Linked DNA regions of Anser cygnoides: region 1 is linked to region 2. Evidence: chromatin contacts called from public Hi-C data. All regions are on one chromosome and are shown on one strand. The core of a region is the stretch at or near the end of the contact, and the rest is flanking DNA. Distances in the headings are between cores, read along the strand shown.

The links. Hi-C and Micro-C count contacts between places; a contact is called where the count stands out from the background.
Region 1: a contact with region 2 is called in a Hi-C map of liver, with 1.6 times the contacts expected there. The contact joins the enhancer-like site here to the promoter of MAP4K5 in region 2. A contact is called at or near these places in 2 of 7 Hi-C or Micro-C datasets (both in liver).

What each region holds. Positions count from the first base shown.
Region 1 is chr5:64,113,163-64,117,699 of Taihu_goose_T2T_genome, forward strand. MAP4K5 (mitogen-activated protein kinase kinase kinase kinase 5) reads left to right here. Exons shown (of 31, transcript XM_066997419.1): 15 at 818-882. Among named protein-coding and RNA genes, the nearest start is that of CDKL1, 23 kb to the right of the region's middle. Within about 2 kb of position 2,024, at least 2 of the 3 cell types and tissues checked have open chromatin away from gene starts, as enhancers often do. A contact at or near this core is called in liver, where this site is marked.
Region 2 is chr5:64,064,842-64,069,962 of Taihu_goose_T2T_genome, forward strand. It overlaps MAP4K5 (mitogen-activated protein kinase kinase kinase kinase 5), which reads left to right and starts at 1,792. Exons shown (of 31, transcript XM_066997419.1): 1 at 1,792-1,975. The coding sequence starts at 1,868.

The DNA of each region.
Region 1 (4,537 bases), core at 774-3,273, 49 kb after region 2:
GTGCCAATTAATTTGATAATGTGGAGAGGCTGTTCTGCATTTGAGTCCCTGATTTTACCATCATCAGAGTTTATTTGCTGCTTGTTTCTTGGAGCCCAGCCAACTTGCATGCAGACTTTTTGCCCCCTGTGAGCTGCTGCTGTTTATTCCAGTTCTCAGCAGTTTGCTTCAGATCAGCTAATTAACGTTCTTTTGGGTTAGTATGTGACTGTTTAAAAGGGCTCCATTTTTTAATAAGTGTTGTGAATAGCAACAGCTGCCATTAATTTTGATTTGGAGAAACCAGTGCTCGGTGTTCCAGAAAAATCCCACTCCTATTTTTTTAAAGCTGTACTCGAGTTCACCAGGTGGATACAAGTTCATCTTATTTGCATGTGACTTCAGAGACTTGTACATGTTGTTACTGATGAGGTCCCCTTGGTACGGTGACAGCAATGCCCCCAGCCTTCCCTGACAGTATTTCATACGAGTTTGGAGGTGGCTGCACTATGTTCTCTTGTTGGAAGAGTGTCTTGGAAGTGCCCCGAGTGGAAAATCCTTACTGAGTTTTCACCATAAGTTTTTGCTTTCATGCTATTTAACGTTACTTGATACTGGCATTATACCATTTCCAGATGCTGCTTTTCAGTCTGAATCTAAGAAGAAAATATCTTTTCAGTAATTGTTTTGTAACTATATTGTGAAACATTACCTCACTTTGGAATTTTATTTATTGCTAATGGGTCATTCTGCAGAGCTTGGGAATCTCCCAGGCTTCTTCACGTGCTGTGGATTCAGTTTGATAGGAAAAAAAAAATGAAAATCTCTTCATCCTCAGGTGGTGGCAGCTGGCAATGACTTTGCTTCACATTGGAATCCTTTTGTTGAAGGTGGAAGCAGCAGGTAAGTACAGAGTTCTAAAACATCTTGTATTTCTGTGACTTAATATCAAAATATAGTCTGAAAGAAATAAATAGAGGTGGAAAATCAAACCTTAAGCCCGAATTTATTTTAATATTTATAAAATCAAAGGAGATTTTACCCAGTTTTCAGTCATCCTTCTACTGTTGGTTGATCATTGTCTTGGAGAATGGATTTTAATCTCTTTTAATAATGAACAGTAGTTTATTTTAAATTTATTGTAGCTCCCAGTTGTAGATGGAAAGCAAAGCATACACGTGTATGTCTGCCATGCTGAAATAACATTGCCAAAGCCGATTTTCTGAAGCGAAATCAGAAACCTTGCAAGGGCTGAGTTCAGGCTCCTGCACTACCCTTGCACGTCTCTTGTGAGCCACTTCTGTAGTTGTGACATCCTGTGGCAAATATTTTCGCAGTGCTGAAGGGCAGGTCTTTGCCAGTAAGCGAGGAGAAGCCAGTTCTGAAGATTTCGTGGTGTGACTGCGCGGCTGCTGCTGTGGGTGTCTGCTTAGCGCAATCTATAATAACAGCCGTAATAGTGTTAAGGGGTGCAGTGTTTTAGGCAAAGATATGCTCTAACTGATTTCCTCCGGGCTAAAGCAGGCCTAAAGTAAGGGGGCACAACTGTGTCCAAGTTAGGACTGAATTTAACACGTATGTGGCTTCCTTTTGCTGCAAACCACCAGATTCAGCCTTTAAAGGCAACCTTTGAATTCGTGTTGAGCGATATGAATGTTTAGTAATAGTGGTGCGCATATGTAGGGAAAGATGGTATTTCAGTTCAAATAATTGAGGCTCAAAGAGCCTCTTTCCCATCTTTATTTGGAACTGAGCAGCACACAGTAAATTTCTTTGGCTTTTTTGCAGATAAAGTCTTGCACAACCTGTCAGCTGACACTCCAGCCCCCTGGAAGGCTGACCTTGTCACGTAGATTGCTGGTGTTTGGGTCTATTTAAGTTCAACCCATTTTTCTGTTCTCACTGTCATCGTAGTAAAAGTTCAGGGTGGCTTTCTAGACCCTGCCTTTCTCTGTCCAGTAATGACAGTGGCTTCTTTCCTTCCTTTGTTCATGTTCTTTGCTTGTGTGACCCTGATGAACTAAAAGATTGCAAGCCTTTCTCATGAGTGGTGAGTTTTCTGCAGACAGCTGGAATCTGCAGGGTCGAGGAACAGGGAGGGAGGAAAGCTCTGATTTCTCATCCTCATATCCTCCCTGCGAAGTGACTTACTGACTTGGTTCTGTCTCTCTGCCATTATTAAGATTGTCCATACCAGACTATATTGCAGAATGGATGTAGCTGTAGCAAGCGTTGCTAGGGCTATAAATTTGTAAATAGATACGGATTCAGTACACAATCTCTCTGATTGAAAGGAGAATAGTCATAAAACTTCTGGATGGTCAGTCTGTGCCGCTTACTTGGAATCCACTTCCAGTTTAAAAAGATAAACAGGAAATGCATAGCTCCTCTGTCCCCAGCAATTCAGAACAACACCAGGGATGTGAAGAGAGGATGCGTGCTGGGCGAAGACAGACAGACGGACTTGCTTTTCATGTCCCTTGGCTTTTATCAGAATAATGGCAATTGTTATGTTTGATCTGGGAATTATGTCAGTGGAAAGAGGCATATCAGAAATTGTACCTGAAGATTGAATGTACTCGTTGGCTCTTCTCACCCTTATTGTAGTAGTTTAAATGACTTTCTGTGTAGATTTTCTATATTATGGAGGTATTTTTTTGCTGATGGGTAGGCCTTTCTTTTTTTTTACTAGCTCCTGGTGACAACTGCTTTTCCTTCAAAACAAATAAATTGTAGGGAAATTGTATAGCAATCCATATGTGGTTGGATTAGTTTTTGGGTAATATGTTCTGAATTTCCCATTAGTTACCCCTGTAGCCATTCCTCACTGGGTGACGTGTGTGGTGGTGGGGTTTGGGAGTGTCTGCACTGTAGGCTGACTTGTCTGCAGAGTCTTGGGTTGCACCAGGCTTCTGCTGCCCGAAGAAGCCTGCCTCTGCTGGAGCACCGAGACAGCCAGCTTGCGAGCTGCTGCTTCCATTGCAGAGCTGCTGACTGCAGAGGCCTGGACTTCACGGTACCACAACAGCATACTAAGGAATGCATTTGGATGTGTAATGATCAATTATTTTTTTGTTGTTTTAGAATGACATTTTCGGTGCTTCTCTGATCCTCTAGTCACAATTTCTTTTTTTACCTTTTGCTGGCTTTGAAAGAAAAGTTCCCACTGTTGTGGGAAACAGTCTGTGTCTTGAGCGTACAACACTCAAGGAAGCAATTTTCCACTATTTCTTCTTTGTAGAGGCTTTTCTCCTTTTGTAACTTCCTTAGTTTTCTTTTTTTTTGTTGTTTCTATTATTAGGCATTTCAGCAATATTTAAAATACCATGTAGGAAGAGGAAAGATTAGTTGATGGTATCTTGTGTGGAAGAGAGCTGAAATGGTTCTTGGGGGTGGGCGGTGAGGGAGGGAGGGAAAGGAAGCGACTGTGCTGAATTGAAAAGGGCTTAATGCAGTGAGAGAGAAGCACCGTGTTTTGTAAAGGGCTGGAGATGCTCTTTACAAAACTGAATGGTATTGTCACCGATCAGTTCGGTTGCACATGTCAACCTTAGAGCAGAGCTCCTAATGTTATAAACATTTCACCTAGGGGACTGCTTACAAAATTTGGCGATGGGAGTGAAGATGTTGAAGAGTGAGTGAACCTCCTTCGTGTACAGTTGCATTTACTCCGTGTGGCTCTCGCTAAGCAGGCAGCGTTCTGGCAAAATCGCATCCCCTAAAATGCTGCAGGCAGCTTTGCCACCCGTAGAAGCAAGGGCTGGCTGCTCTCAAAGATCTAACGCACGCTTGACTGTTTATCTGATCATCTGGAGAATGTACGCAAAGCAATGCTTTCTTCCTTTGCTCTCCTTCCTGAGGTTATTTTAGGATGTGTGGAAGTGCCTAATACTTGAAAGTAGACTTCGTGTTGACTAGTCTGCCAGGCCTCATAGCGGCAATGGGCATGCAAATATTCCTGCAGAGCTCTGGGGGGGTTTGTGCAACTCCTGTTACCCAGACGTTTGAGTGATCCAGAACTGCGCTGAAAAACAGCAAGCTGCACCGAACGGCTGTGAACCCTTTTGTTGGTTGGCCCGAAGTTCAGGTGCAGTTGGGGTTGCTGTTAGTAGATGTCCAATGAACTTGTTTTGTCACTTGGGAAAAACTGGGGGAGAACATTGCTCTGTGATTTACTGGCTGATCCAGAAATGCAGCATTTTCACTGTCAGGAAGAATTTATGACAAAAAACGAGTGCAAAAGTAAAATCCAAGCAGCGGAAGGGGGGTGCCTTCAGAGAACTAGTCCTTTAACATGTGTGCTTTGAAAATTTCAATACCCTTCATCACAGAACGCTCTCTAATGTCTACGTTTATGAAAGAACATGAGTTTATCAAAAACAACACTTCTAACAAGATTAACATGCTTTTTTATTTTTCCACCCTTGGACTTCTAGTTTAACACTGTTCATGCAAAGCTGTGATCAGTCTTCTCTATGCGTCTGGCTTGTATCATTTACAGTCTTTGTTCTCAAGCAAGTCTATTTATATTGTTGATTTAACTAAGACAACTTCTACG
Region 2 (5,121 bases), core at 542-3,041:
TTGGAGAGAATATACAGGATGTAGAAGGCTTTCAGAGTACAAGGGGAAATTAAATGCGAATCTCTTTAAGTTAGCAGTCACATGCTTCCCCGCCTCTTTGGAAGCAAGATAGTTTACATTTCTGAGCCTGCTTCTGAAACACACCATTTCAAATGAGCCCATAAATCAAAACCCAATAAAATCAGATGCGACTGTGCAATTCCCGAGCGTCTGCATAAGTTGTCTTTAGTTTAACCTCAAACAGCCCAATAATCCTAATGAGTTATGCTGGAGAGCCTGTGTTTCGAAGGAAAAGCTTATGCAATCACCTGTGCTGTTTCAGGTACGTGCATGTGGCATTTCTAAATGTGCTGAAGTAAGCTAAAAATCCAGACTCCATTTTAAACTGGGAATCAGCACCTAGCTACTTTGTCAACAGACCAGATTGGACCTGGTTGGGCTGTCTGCCTGCCAAGGGGGCAGAATCTGTTCTCAAGTAACCAGTCCAGTGTCCTGAACACCAAAACGGCTTATACATCTGGCATCCATTTAATTTTTTCTACCTCGCTTTTGCAAACATATTTCCTGCGTTGAGTATGTGGTATTTCTTGCACCTAGAAAATCACACCTCCTTTTAGGCCTTAATGATTTTACTGTGCAGCAAAGACTAATGCTAATTCCAGCGTTCCTCTACCCTTGCCCTTGCCTTTTGGTTTATTAAATTGTTCAGCACTCAAGAGACCATAGGTGGGTTTTGCTCAGAAGTTCGGCTATTTTGCCGAAAATAATTATTCTCCAAAGGCGGAAAGGCAGATACAGCATTCTTGCCATCTCACAGTTTCAAAGTGTTTCTGAGTTTGGGAGCCCAAGGGGACAAGCCCCAACAGGCCCGAGTTACTTCTTGCGTGACTATCATCGCGCTGGCCGCCTGTGGCCCTCGATTTGCCCAGGACAAGCGTTACGTGACGACGTGGCTGCGAGGTTGCAATCCGGATCACAAAAATCTGGGAAGCCCGACTTGTCCCATGTCCCCGGTGTGTGGCAGCGGGTGAACTGCCCTCACCCCCGCGCTGGGAGCTGGGTTTTGCTGTGTGATAAGCCCTCCCAGGGCCTACACAGCTCAGGCGTCGGACAGAAGGCTCAGCCCGGTTTGGGCAGCAGCATACACACAGATATAAGTTTATTTACGCGGTGAATCGAGGCTGGAGGCTCTCCTCCTGCCTCACAACGCGGGGAGCAGCCCAAACGCCGGGTGCTCCCCCCGGGGGGGGGGCTCACGGTGCTGCCCCCTCCGGCCTCAGGAGCCTCGGGGAACGGCCTGAGGGAGCAGCAGGGCCCGGGGCAGCGCCGGGAGGGAAGGAGGAGGAGGAGGAGGAGGAGGAGGAGGAGGAGAGGAGGAGGGCGGGCAGGCGGCGGGCGGCCGCGCTGTGGCGCTGCGGCGTCGCGGAGGCCCGGCCCGGTGCCGTCCGTCCCGGCCTGGCCCGTCCCGGCGGTGCGTGCGGGAGGAAGAGGAGGAGGAGAGGGACAGGAGGAGGAGGAGGAGGAGGAGAGGCGGAGGAGGCCGAGGCTCTCGCTCTCCGCCGGGACAAAGGGCCGCGGGTGCGCAGGCAGGGCCCGGCCCGGCCTCCCCGCGGGCCTCCAGGGGGCCCCGCCGCTGCCCCGCCGCTGCCCGCCGCCCTCGGGCGCTTCCCCGGTGCCTCGGGGAGGGCGCAGCGGCCGCGGCCGGGCCCCAACGGCCGTGCCAAGCGCTCCTCCGCCGGCCTTTGTCCGCCCTCAGCGGGCGGCCCCTTCCCTCGGCCGGAGCCATGCGGGCCAGCGGCTGAGCCCCGGCCCCGGCCCGCGGGGCGAGCAGCGAGGGAGGGCGGCCGCGGCTGCCGGGCCCGCCGCGATGGAGCCTCCGGCGCGGCCGAGCGGGGACATCCTGAGGCGGAACCCGCAGCAGGACTACGAGCTGATCCAGCGGGTGGGCAGCGGCACCTACGGAGACGTCTACAAGGTGAGAGGGGGGCCAGGGCCCTTTTCTGCCCTCCCCGGGATCCGCCGGGCTGGTGCTGGAGGCTCGGGGCCGCGAGGGCTGCGGGCGACGCTTTTACGCCTCCCTGCTACCGAAGGCAGAGGGTATTGGCTTGCCCTACCTGTTCTGAGAACCCTCGGTTTAAAGCACCTGATTAAAAAGGGTGCGAGTTTATCCCCGAGGTTAATAATAGCACGCGAAAGGCAGAAGCAGATTACGGCTCTTCAGAAGCCGGAGCTGGGCGAGAGCTCGCCGTGGGGTTGGCGCTGCGAGCCCGAGAGATGCTCTCGGGACTGCCCATATCGTGTCTGAGGCAGCCGTAACCACAGCTGTGTGATACAGAAGGTGTAGGCATGGCACGTCCTTTTCTCAGGGAGATGCAAGCCCCTTCTGTAGGCATCAGGGGTGCTCGCAGCAACTTCAGGAGTCGGGTCGCTTGTAAAGAAAGCGTTCGCGTTTTCGGCCTGTGTGACGGCAATCCGAAATGTTCGGCTTCGTGGGAAGGGTGGCTGTGCTGTTTCACTTCGCACTGCTGCTGAGCGTGTTTTAAATAGACCTGGCACAGCCAAACGTACAGGAAAAGGTGCGTTGCTCTGCCACATGAAAGGCGCTGGTAATTGCCGCATGCAGGGGGAGGGCTCTTTGCTAATGTTCAAATTGGAGTTTTATAGCTGGATCTTGTTCCCACCGCCCCTTTGAAATGGTTGCTCATGGCCTCGGGGAGTTCTTTTTAACAGTTTTGAAGGTACTGAGTATTTACCTTTTTATTTTCCTAGAGCACTGTGCACGGATCAGTCAGCTTCTCTGCTAGGGAACCTAGCCCTAAATACTCAAAAAGGACATTTCAGGTTTCCCTAAATCTGAAACTCAGCACGCCTTCAGCTAGCGTGTTTGGGCACAGCACAGGGCAGCACGACGAGAAGCGACGAGCTATGTCGCAGAGAAGTGTTTTTGTGTCATCCCTTTGCTCTTGGTTGGGAAAAAAAAAGAAATATTCTGCTTTTCATTATCCTGCTAATTACTGGAGAGCTGTGCTGACATGTCATACAGTTTCCGGTTCCGGAGCTGGTTGAATGCATGGCTCTGCTCTGTGCCATGTAAACATAGCCCTTTGTAAAAAAAAAAACATCACCCCCTCCTCCCAAACCCTCCTTTTTTTGGGTTGTGAAAAACGTGCCTTCTGCTCTGAACGGGTCCCAGGCAGGAATAAACCTTCTCATAGAGCAACCTGACAAGTTTAAATCAAAGCCTTTGCCAGAGTTGTGTCCCTACAGCAAGTATAAAGTTAATGAGTTTAAAGTAGTTTAGGAGCCTGCGTTTGTTTCTAGGTCACTGGTTTGCTCTTTGTTTTTATAAAGCCCTGCAAACAGGGAGGAACTGTGTCAAGGGAGCACTGAATAGGGTGGCCCAGGCACTTATGGCAAATATGCAAAGCCAACTTATTTCTGCAAGTCATTGATGTGGTGTTAATTTTAAGAGTAACTAAGGTAAACCTTTTTTCTTGCAAGCAGTTATATACAAGCATTGTACTTTTAATTTTTCTCTGTCCATGCTAAGTCTCTTCTTAGCACAGATGGCACATCTTGTGCGTGCTGAGGGCTGTCAGTTGTGTTTATAAAATGCATTTCTTAGTCAATATCTGATTATTGTTCTGTTTCAGAGCTCGGGCAAGGCTTGCTAGAGAGCGCTCTGAAATTAAAATGGAATTTTCCTCTCACCTCTTCAAGTGGTTTCCCTGCTCCATCACCAATAATGAGTCACCAGTGTCTCCAGCACAGTTGTTTTTAGGATGTCTGAATGAGGCAGCCCTTCTGATTGTGGGAGATCTGCCTCTTTCTCAGTTGCTTTTTGGTGGCGGTGGTGGTTCATGCCTCAAATTCCTCTTGGGGCATTTGGTAGCTTTTAGAGTAATTAGTTCTTTTTTGGAAGTTGAAGGCGGGGGTTAAGCAAATATTTGTGTTCACTATTAGGTTACAGAAACTTATTTAAGGCCTTCCTAAAAATCTCCTGCCCACTTTGCTTTTCATAACTGCTATGGAAGCTTAAAACTTAAATGTGTTTTTTTAGTCTTTGTGCTTTTTTTCCCTCTGTTCCATGGCACACAATGGTTGATTGTAGGGTACTCATAAGTACTGGATTGTTGACCTTATTTTAATATTTTTTTTTCCCCAAACTGCATTTCAGGGTGGGAAAGAAGCCATCCTTAAATAAACTATTTTCTTATCTGTGCACTGTGGGTGTAAGCAGATCCAAGTTTGGGCCTACCAGTCTTGGAAGCACACTTTTCATTAAAATCCTAGCACGTTACTTGTTCCATTTGTGTTGGGAAAGCTTTTTTTTTTCTTCTTAACAGAGGATTTTACTCTTAAGCTGATTGTAATCCACTTGAATACGTTTTCTCCCAAAGCACTGTGTTAGGCATATGTTAAATTATTGGCTTCTGAAAGAGGTGGTGATGTAGCTGGGCGCTTACTGGAACTTAATATGACAACAGTTGGTTTTCTTTCCCCCGATTCCTGCCAAGTGGTTCGTGTCCCCAGCATCGTACCCATCAGCACTGCAGCGATGAGGGCTACAAGAGAGAGGTTCCAGCTTGGCTTTCCTGGCAAGATTTCTGCTTGCCCGCTTCCGTCGTATACCCGTCTCAAAGCAGGAGTTTAAAAGTGGCGTAAGCTTGTTCGTGTTCCTGGTGCTGGTGCCGAAACGGACCTCCTGCGTGTGGCGTTGATGCAGAAAGTCTCCAGCTGTCCAGGGACAGGACAGAAAGCCGAAACGAGTCCTTGAGAAACTGCAAGTAGAATTTAGCCTCCTGCGCTAAGCGGCCCGTCAGATCCCATCCCAAGTAAACTCCCGTGCTGTGGTTAGACGCTTCCCAGATGTTTCCCGGGTCTTGATGGGCTTCCATGGGTGCCAGCATGACCCGTCCGTGAACCAACCCGCAGCTTTTCAGTAGTGTTTTGTAGTCTGATTTGTGTGAGGCCAGTTTTGGTAACAAATTCACGTGCTCAGTTGTATAAGCACGTGTTTCTGCAAGTCTGTGATATTTTCTGGAAGTGCTGGGGTAGTGTAAGGCTGACCCGCTTTCTGTAGTTTGTGGGGGATTTGGTTGCATCAGAGCATCAAGTTGT